2 separate regions of the Mus musculus genome follow, and region 2 is linked to region 1. The links are chromatin contacts, called in public HiChIP or PLAC-seq maps. All regions are on one chromosome and are shown on one strand. The core of a region is the stretch at or near the end of the contact, and the rest is flanking DNA. Distances in the headings are between cores, read along the strand shown.

Region 1 (3,897 bases), core at 726-3,225:
GCACTCGATGGAGGGCAGAAGGGAAGTCGCTACACTGCAGGGGGACTTTCAAGACAGATGCTAGAACCGATATGATCACGGTAACGGGTTGTACACTCTGTAGCTGAGTACCTGGACACCTGACTGGCAAATCCAGTTCCCAGACTGCAGTCTCTTAAGACGAGCATCTGTCCTTCAGGAACTGAACAGGGCCCTAGGGAAAAGGCTGACTCCAGGGCTCAAAGCAGGAGGTACACACAACTGGAACATCTATAGTCTGAGTCAAACACATAAAAAACCAAGAACCCTTAAAGAAGGGGATGTGTCAAACAAGACAGAAACTAAAGGAGAGTGCTAGGGTCTAAAGAACTTCAGCAAAAACATAAAAGCAGTATTTGAGTATACAACCTGAACAAATAACTTTGAGTCATGCTGATAAGAACAAATTATTAGACACTTAACACATGGTTGGATAGAGACAGGTTTTCCTCAAGAGGAACTCCATAATACATAGATACACAACCCTGAGATAGTGAACCCCAAGTCCTGGCTCCTACCCGGACATGGATAGCACATAGAAACTTCCTTCAAGAGAGCAGACAGACACAGGCAGTTAAAGGCCTGTATGAGGGAAGCCTAGCAGCCTCTCCACGGTCAGGGTTAGTCTTACCAGGGAGAAGCCCCACTGACAGACTGCTTATATCTTAAATCCGGCCAAATCCTAAGAAATACAGCAGACAAATCCTAATGAACTCCAATGCCGAAGACAGAGGAAAAAAAAAACAGTTCAAGGAAGGCAATCTAAGAAAGTATCTCATGAATAAGGATGCAAAGATCCTGGGCAGAATCCTAGGAGGCTGGATCCAGACTCCAGACAGGGTTAGACACCACCACCTCCTCTCAGGAATGCCCATAGCTTCCAAGAAGAAAATCATGCCAGGCATTGCAATGCACACCTCTGACAGCAACACTCGGGGAGGCAGAAGCAGGAGGACTTAAGTATATGTACAGCAAGCTCAGGGCCAGCCTGGGCTATACAACAAGACCCTGTTTCAAAACCAGGAGGCTGGTGAGATGGCTCAGTGGGTAAGAGCACCCGACTGGTAAGGTCCAGAGTTCAAATCCCAGCAACCACATGGTGGCTCACAGCCATCTGTAACGAGATCTGACTCCCTCTTCTGGAGTGTCTGAAGATAGCTACAGTGTACTTACATATAATAAATAAATAAATCTTTAAAAAAAAAAAAAAAAAAAACCAGACCAAACCAACATCCCAAATAAACCACATTTTAAAAATTATTTGGTGCAAATACCATCATCAATAAAGGAAAAACTCACACAATCATCTTACTTAATGTAGAAAACGCATCTCACAAAATCAAAAAGTCTAACACGGAATAATGAAAACCAGAAGCCAGCTGCACCAGAACCAAAACAGCTCCCGCTCGGTGAAGGCTTCTGAGAAAAGTCAGAGCTCAGATTGCACCTCGCAGAAAGGCTGGATACTCCGATAAGGTCCAGAACCAGGTAAGGAGGTCCATGCTTGTGATCAGCCTCCGGAAGGCCCAGCTAGGGGAGTCAGGCAAGAGTGGGAAACAGCAGACTGTAAGGAAGTGTGGCAGCATCCTGGTGCAGATGGCAGGGGCTAGACAACAACAAAGCCTGCACAAGCACTAGAGCTGGTAAGGTTAGCAAGGCCACAGGACACACATCAACACAAAAACTATTTCTACACCCTATTAGCAAATTAAATACTTGGGAATAATTTAACAATGCAAGTACAAAATGTACATTATGAAAACTATAAAGTATAATAGGAAGTCATTAAGGGGCTATAAGGGGATAGAAAGATACCTCAAGTCCATGAACCACAAGATCTAACACTGTGGTGGCAGTGTTCTAAACTGATCAATTCGACCTCTGTTAACATCTCACCTGCTAGGGTTGGGGTGGGGCTCAGTAGTAGAGCGTTTGCCTAGCATGCAGGAGGACTGAATTCCACCACCAGCATTGCAAACAAAGAAAACGAAACCTCACCAGCTCTCTTACATAGCCAGAAAGAGAGTCTAGCATTCACTTGGAAATGCAGGAGATCAGCTGACACGGGGCAATCATGAGAGAGAAGAACAGGGGCTGGAAAAGTGGCTCAGTGGTTAAGAGCACTGACTGCTCTTCTAGAGATCCTGAGTTCAACTCCCAGCAACCACATGGTGGCTCACAACCATCTGTTGTGGAATCCGATGCCCTCTTCTGGTGTGTGAAGACAGCAACAGTGTACTTGTATAAAACAGATAAATCACCGGGTGTAGTGTCGCATGCCTTGGATCCCAGCACTTGGGAGGCAGAGGCAGAGGCAGGCGGATTTCTGAGTTCGAGGCCAGCCTGGTCTACAAAGTGAGTTACAGGACAGCCAGGGCTACACAGAGAAACCCTGTCTTGGAAAAAAACAAAACAAAACAAAAATAAATCTTTAAAAAAGAAAAGAAAGAGAAGAACAAAGTGTGGAAGATTGCCATGGCCACCTGGCCTACCAGACACCCACCAGCCTTTGCAGAGCTGACAGCCCGTTAGTAGCTTAGTCTGTGACCTATACAGTCCAGAGGAGCCCTGGAGATGAGACACTTAGGTGTGCTATGGTGTTTTCAAGTGAATCTCTGGCAGGAAAAAGACAAAACAAGAGATGTCACCTTATACCCATTAGGATATAATTCCATTCACCGCCAGCAAATCCAGCTCTGACAACAGAACTCAGACAACAGAACTGAAAGATGGCATAAAGCAGCAGAATTCTAGGTCAGCGCTGGTGGGATGCAAGATGGCACAGCCATGCTGGAATGCAATCTGGCAGCTCCTCAAACATTAAAGGCCTGTGTGATGAGACCAGTGAGACCACAATGGGCCTGTCTAGGAGAGAAATGCAACTTTGTATCCCACAAGCCCTAACAGGATTGTTGAGAGCAGCTTGATTCACAGCAGCTCCTAATGGGAAACCAAATGCCTCTTGGGTCCTGAAATGTCCCTCAGGAAAGAAGAAACACTGTACCAACGATACAGCTGGGTGGACCTCAAAGACATGATATGGGTTATCAAGAACACCCTCGGGGTGTTCCAAGACAAGTCTTGACAGATGGCAGGTAACTGGAGAGTAGAACAGAGAGACTATCAAAGAGATCTGAGTGAGTTTTCTAGATACGGAACTGTTCTGGGTCTACTAGGATGTTTGTACATGCACAGGGACTCAGCCCTGCATAACTGCCCCAGACGGTGTGGTGGATTTAGCACAATAAAAACCCTAGTGACTCACTCACTCATGGAACTCAGAATTCAGTGACTGAAGCAGAGTGGACCATTAGTGAACACATAATGCAATACTCCATTCCCCTCCCACCCCCCTGGTGAGCTGCAAATCCCACCAGCTCCCCCGGGTCCCAGGCAGGCCCAAGTTCCTAAAGCGGCAGCTACTGCACTTGACCTGTCTGTCATCAGAGGAGCTGTCTCCCCTGTGTCTGTCCCGGCTTGCATACAAAGATGGCAGCAGCCTGTGCCTGTACCCACACTAAGACACTCCTCCATATGGGCCAGCCTGGAGGGTAAGACAGTTTGTGTCTACCCGTGCTGGTCCAGCCTGGCTTCTTGCCAGCACCCTGGGGCCTGAGGATTCAAGCCTCCTCTATTATCTATACTTGTTTTATCAACCAAGAAAAGCTGCTTACCTGGAAAAGGATGAAGATGAGAAACAATTCGTAGACCACACTAACACACAGCCAAAACCGCCAGTAAGCTACAACAAGATAATAGCAATGTCAGGGGCTCTGCTCTGGGGCGCTAGGCCCCACCCAGCCTCAGGAGGCTCCTGATCAGACAGTCTTTTTAAGGGAATGCTCAGGTGTCCTTCATAGAATCTTTGTAAGCAAGGAC
Region 2 (4,015 bases), core at 190-2,689, 220 kb before region 1:
ACTCAGGACCTCTGGAATAGCAGTCAGTGAGTGCTTTTAACCACTTCTCCAGCCCTGGTTTGATTTTTGAGACAGAGTTTCACTATGGCCGCCCTGAACTCACTATGTAGACAAGGCTGGCCTGAAATTCACAGGGGTCCATCTGCCAAGGGATCTACCTCCCAAGTGCTGCACTAGCAGGCCCAGCCTCTGAAAGAGAACATGTTAACAAATTATGTAGGCCTTAGGCTTATACAGCCCACATAAGCTGTCATCTTTAAGTCTCCTTCAGGTTCTGGCTCCAGGTCACACTTTGAACAATTTAATAGGCAGGCGACTACAAGTCTAGACAATTGGCAGATGGGAGATTTACATAACAAAGATATTGCCAGAATTATTCTTAAATATACCTATGTTGTTCTTTTCCAGTAGTTGTCACCCAGGTCCATCTTGCCCACTTGGCAGGATTATGATTTCCTAATAAGAACTCTGGGGACTTAATGGCAGACCAGGACTTAATGGTGGCTGTGACCCTGGGCTGCCCCCTTGAGCTGTCCCTAAGAGGCATGTTCTTAGATAAGGGTAGGGCCTAATGGTTGGTTTTAAGTCAGGGATGTCTCCTATTGGTATGAGGGTGGAGCCTAATTGGAGGTTGGTCTTAGTGAGCCAACATTAGCAGAAACTCTCTCAGCAACCCTAAACTTCAGCTATGGTGCAAAATGTTCTTCCCTACAGTTTCTTTCTTTTTAGATTTATTTATTTATTATATATAAGTACACTGTAGCTGTCTTCAGATACCCCAGAAGAGGGTATCGGATCTCATTACAGATAGTTGTGAGCCACCATGTGGTTGCTGGGACTTGAACTTAGGACCTTCAGAAATACAGTCAGTGCTCTTAACTACTTAGCCATCTCTCCATCTCCAGCCCCCTTTTCTACAGTTTCTAACAAGCCTGGTCTTCCAGTCATGGAAGCTATGATCTTCCAGTCATATTGGAGGCAGCTTCTTCTTCTTCTTTTTTTTTAAGCTAAATTCTTCTTTGTGTGACTTAATATTTCCTAAGCCAGTTTCTTAGTAAATCCAATATAGCATCAATTTCACTAATCCATTTCTCTTCTATCAGGTTAAAGGCCTTCCAGGGTGGAATATGACCCTCTGCCATTCAAGGTCACTAAGTCTGTCGTAAAGTGTGGTGATTTCATCCTATCTGAGTTAGACAAAAGGGATTTCCAGCTTCCTGAAACAACTTGCACACCCAGTAGGTACCAGTTACCATGGTGTCCCATGTGCCAGAGGTGTGATCTGTGGCAATGATCACACAGGGACGAACGGCTGAGGGGGTGACCTCTCACACTGGACGAAAGCCAGTGGCACAGCAGGGTTTATTCAAGGCTTCCCATTTCAGCCTGGAACTGGATTTTTAGGACAAAAGCTGTGGTAGCCTCAATAGGCTAAGCGTGGCCGCCCATCCCAGTGCCAATTACAGAGCAGGGAATGGTGAGACATTCCATCTATGTAGCCACACTGGGAAGAGCAGAAAGAGGCATTTGCCTGAATTGACAGGGTCACAGGCTGGGCCATGACAACGCTAACAAGCTAGGCCCAGTGACCAAGGGGCTCAGACTGATCCTCAACAGGTCAATTAAAGAGACAAGGAAGTGGTAAAGAGTAGAAAAAGGCTCTTAGCCACTGAGGGATTTTTCTGAATGAAAATGAGTGTGGTAAAGAGACCAAAATAGGTGCTCCGTGGGTGAAAAGGGAAAAGGTGCTAAGGCAATTTCCCTGGAAAGGAGGAGAAGCTAGGGGGGAAAGATTTCCAGGGTTAAATGGGAATGGGGGCTTGTGAGATCCTGTGAGGCTTCTGAGCAGGGACTGAGGGAGCCTAGAACCTTCACAAGTTTACAGGCACCACAGTAGTACGTTAATAGAAGAGCCTTGTGTTCCTCTTGCCAGACAAGGAGAATGAGTCCCCTACTCCCTCAGCCCCCGCCTTTTATTAACAAGCAGGAACTTTCTTCAAGTCTCTAAGGGGATTGTGGCTTTTGTCTAAATGTCCAACCTTGAGAAAAGGAATTTCTTGGGGGACCGGACTCTTTCCAGCTCCTTAAACATGTATCTTTCTGCCAGGCATGGTGGCCACACCTTTAATCCCAGCACTCCTGAGGCAGAGGCAGGCAGATTTCTGAGTTTGAGGCCAGCCTGGTCTACAGAGTGAGTTCTAGGACAGCCAGAACTACACAGAGAAACCCTGTCTCGAAAAACCAAAAACAAAACAAAACAAAACAAAACAAAAAACAAACAAACCAAAACTATCTTTCCTTTCAAATATTGTAAAACTTGCGTTTTAGACATAGAATTCTAATATTTTTATCGCCTCCTCCTGCCCCACCACCTTATATATTTTTTTAAAGACTTGTTTATTTATTTAGTGTATATATGAGTACACTGTATGCTGTCTTCAGACACACCAGAAGAAGGAATTAGATCCCATTATAGATGGTTGTAAGCCACCATGTGGTTGCTGGGAATTGAACCCAGGACCTCTGGAAGAGCAGCCAGTGCTCTTAACCACCGAGCCATCTTTCCAGCCCACCTTGTAAGATTTTTATGCAAATGTTTTAATCCCTCCATCCTGTAAAACATTTGTTTACACAAGGCCCTCCACATTATTCCAGGAATTTGACGGTCTGGAGCGAGTGACCTCTTTCTCCTTCCTCCTTCATTTTCAGTGTTCAGACTAGCCAATCAAACTAGACCAGGGGAGAAGCCACAGTCATCGGCTGAGTTAGGAGAAAAGCAAATGTCAGCTCTTCTGAGCACACAAGCAGAACAGAAAGTCTGTCTCAGGTTGAACCTTGCCACCCTGAGTAACTTCCCCTTATATTTATTATACCCTCAGGCTGCCCTTGCCTGAAACTACCGTCTCAGTCCTGATCTTAGGGATTTATTTTTTTAACAATCAGTTGGCTTCTGAAATCCAGAGTGACTCAGGAGGAAGCATTCAGGATAATGACTTATCTCTGTGCCTTCCACCTTAAAGAGGGCTGCGGCATGTCAGGGGCATGACTAACAGACCCTGTGACTAACAACCCTGTGCAGGAGTCTGAGTCAATGTTAAGAAGCCAGACCGCTCTGGCCTTGAACTTAGAGATCCACATGCCTCTGCCTCCTGAGTGCTGGAATTATAAGGGGTACACCACCCCACCCAACTCCAATAAAGACATTCAATTGGCTATAAACTGTCATCTCTGGTGAGCTCTCTGTAATAAAAGCTTAATAAAAACTGAAGTAAGGGGGCTGGAGAGAGGCTCGGCAGCTAAGAGCTCTTGTTGCAAAGGAACAGGTTTTGATTTCCAGCACCTACATGGCAGCTTCCAACCACTGTAACTCCCGTCCCAGGGGATCTGATGCCCTCTCCTGACTTCTAAGAGCACCAGGATGCACAAGCATAGATGCAGGCAAGACATTCATATGTATAAATAACTACATATTGGAAAAATCCAGGTTATATGACGTGATGTTTACTATACATGCACCATCCCGTAAGCCTCTCCACACATAATCATATATGCACAGGCTCTTATGTGGTTTGCGAAGTCCCTGAGGCTACCTTGGTCTTATGCTTTTGTGTTTTTGTTTTTTTGTTTTTTTTCCGAGATAGGGTTTCTCTGTGTAGCCCTAGCTGTCCTGGAACTCACTCTGTAGACCAGGCTGGCCTTGAACTCAGAAATCTGCTCGCCTCTGCCTCCCAAGTGCTGGGATTAAAGGCATGAGCCACCACTGCCCGGCCTTATGTTTTTTTTTTTTTTTGGTTTTGTTTTGTTTTATTTTTTGAGACAGGGTTTCTCTATATAGCCCTGACAGTCCTGGAACTCAATCTTTACACCAGGCTGGCCTTAAACTCACAGAGATTTACAGGCTTCTGCCTCTGAGATTAAAGGCATGCTCTACCACCACCTGGCCCTAAGGATACCTAGGGACAAGGTAGTATTTCTTTTGTAAGCCAGAGTAGGCTGAGATGGACCCAGTAGAAAA

The links. HiChIP or PLAC-seq counts read pairs in DNA pulled down with a chosen protein or histone mark.
Region 2: a contact with region 1 is called in an H3K27ac HiChIP or PLAC-seq map of embryonic stem cells, with 5 read pairs. The contact joins two enhancer-like sites. A contact is called at or near these places in 2 of 39 promoter capture datasets (liver and macrophages), 2 of 15 datasets of contacts at CTCF or cohesin (large pre-B cells and pro-B cells), 8 of 115 datasets of contacts at active chromatin or transcription factors (bone marrow-derived dendritic cells, bone marrow-derived macrophages, embryonic stem cells and 5 more) and 4 of 9 other capture datasets (adipose tissue, embryonic stem cells, liver and 1 more).

The regions. Positions count from the first base shown.
Region 1 is chr7:141,146,944-141,150,840 of GRCm38.p6, reverse strand. Ptdss2 (phosphatidylserine synthase 2) reads right to left here. Exons shown (of 12, transcript NM_013782.4): 4 at 3,693-3,760. Among named protein-coding and RNA genes, the nearest start is that of Ptdss2, 18 kb to the right of the region's middle. Within about 2 kb of position 1,975, at least 16 of the 459 cell types and tissues checked have an H3K27ac peak or open chromatin away from gene starts, as enhancers often do. A contact at or near this core is called in embryonic stem cells, where this site is marked.
Region 2 is chr7:141,371,150-141,375,164 of GRCm38.p6, reverse strand. No RefSeq gene overlaps it. Among named protein-coding and RNA genes, the nearest start is that of B230206H07Rik, 8.0 kb to the right of the region's middle. Within about 2 kb of position 1,439, at least 143 of the 459 cell types and tissues checked have an H3K27ac peak or open chromatin away from gene starts, as enhancers often do. A contact at or near this core is called in embryonic stem cells, where this site is marked.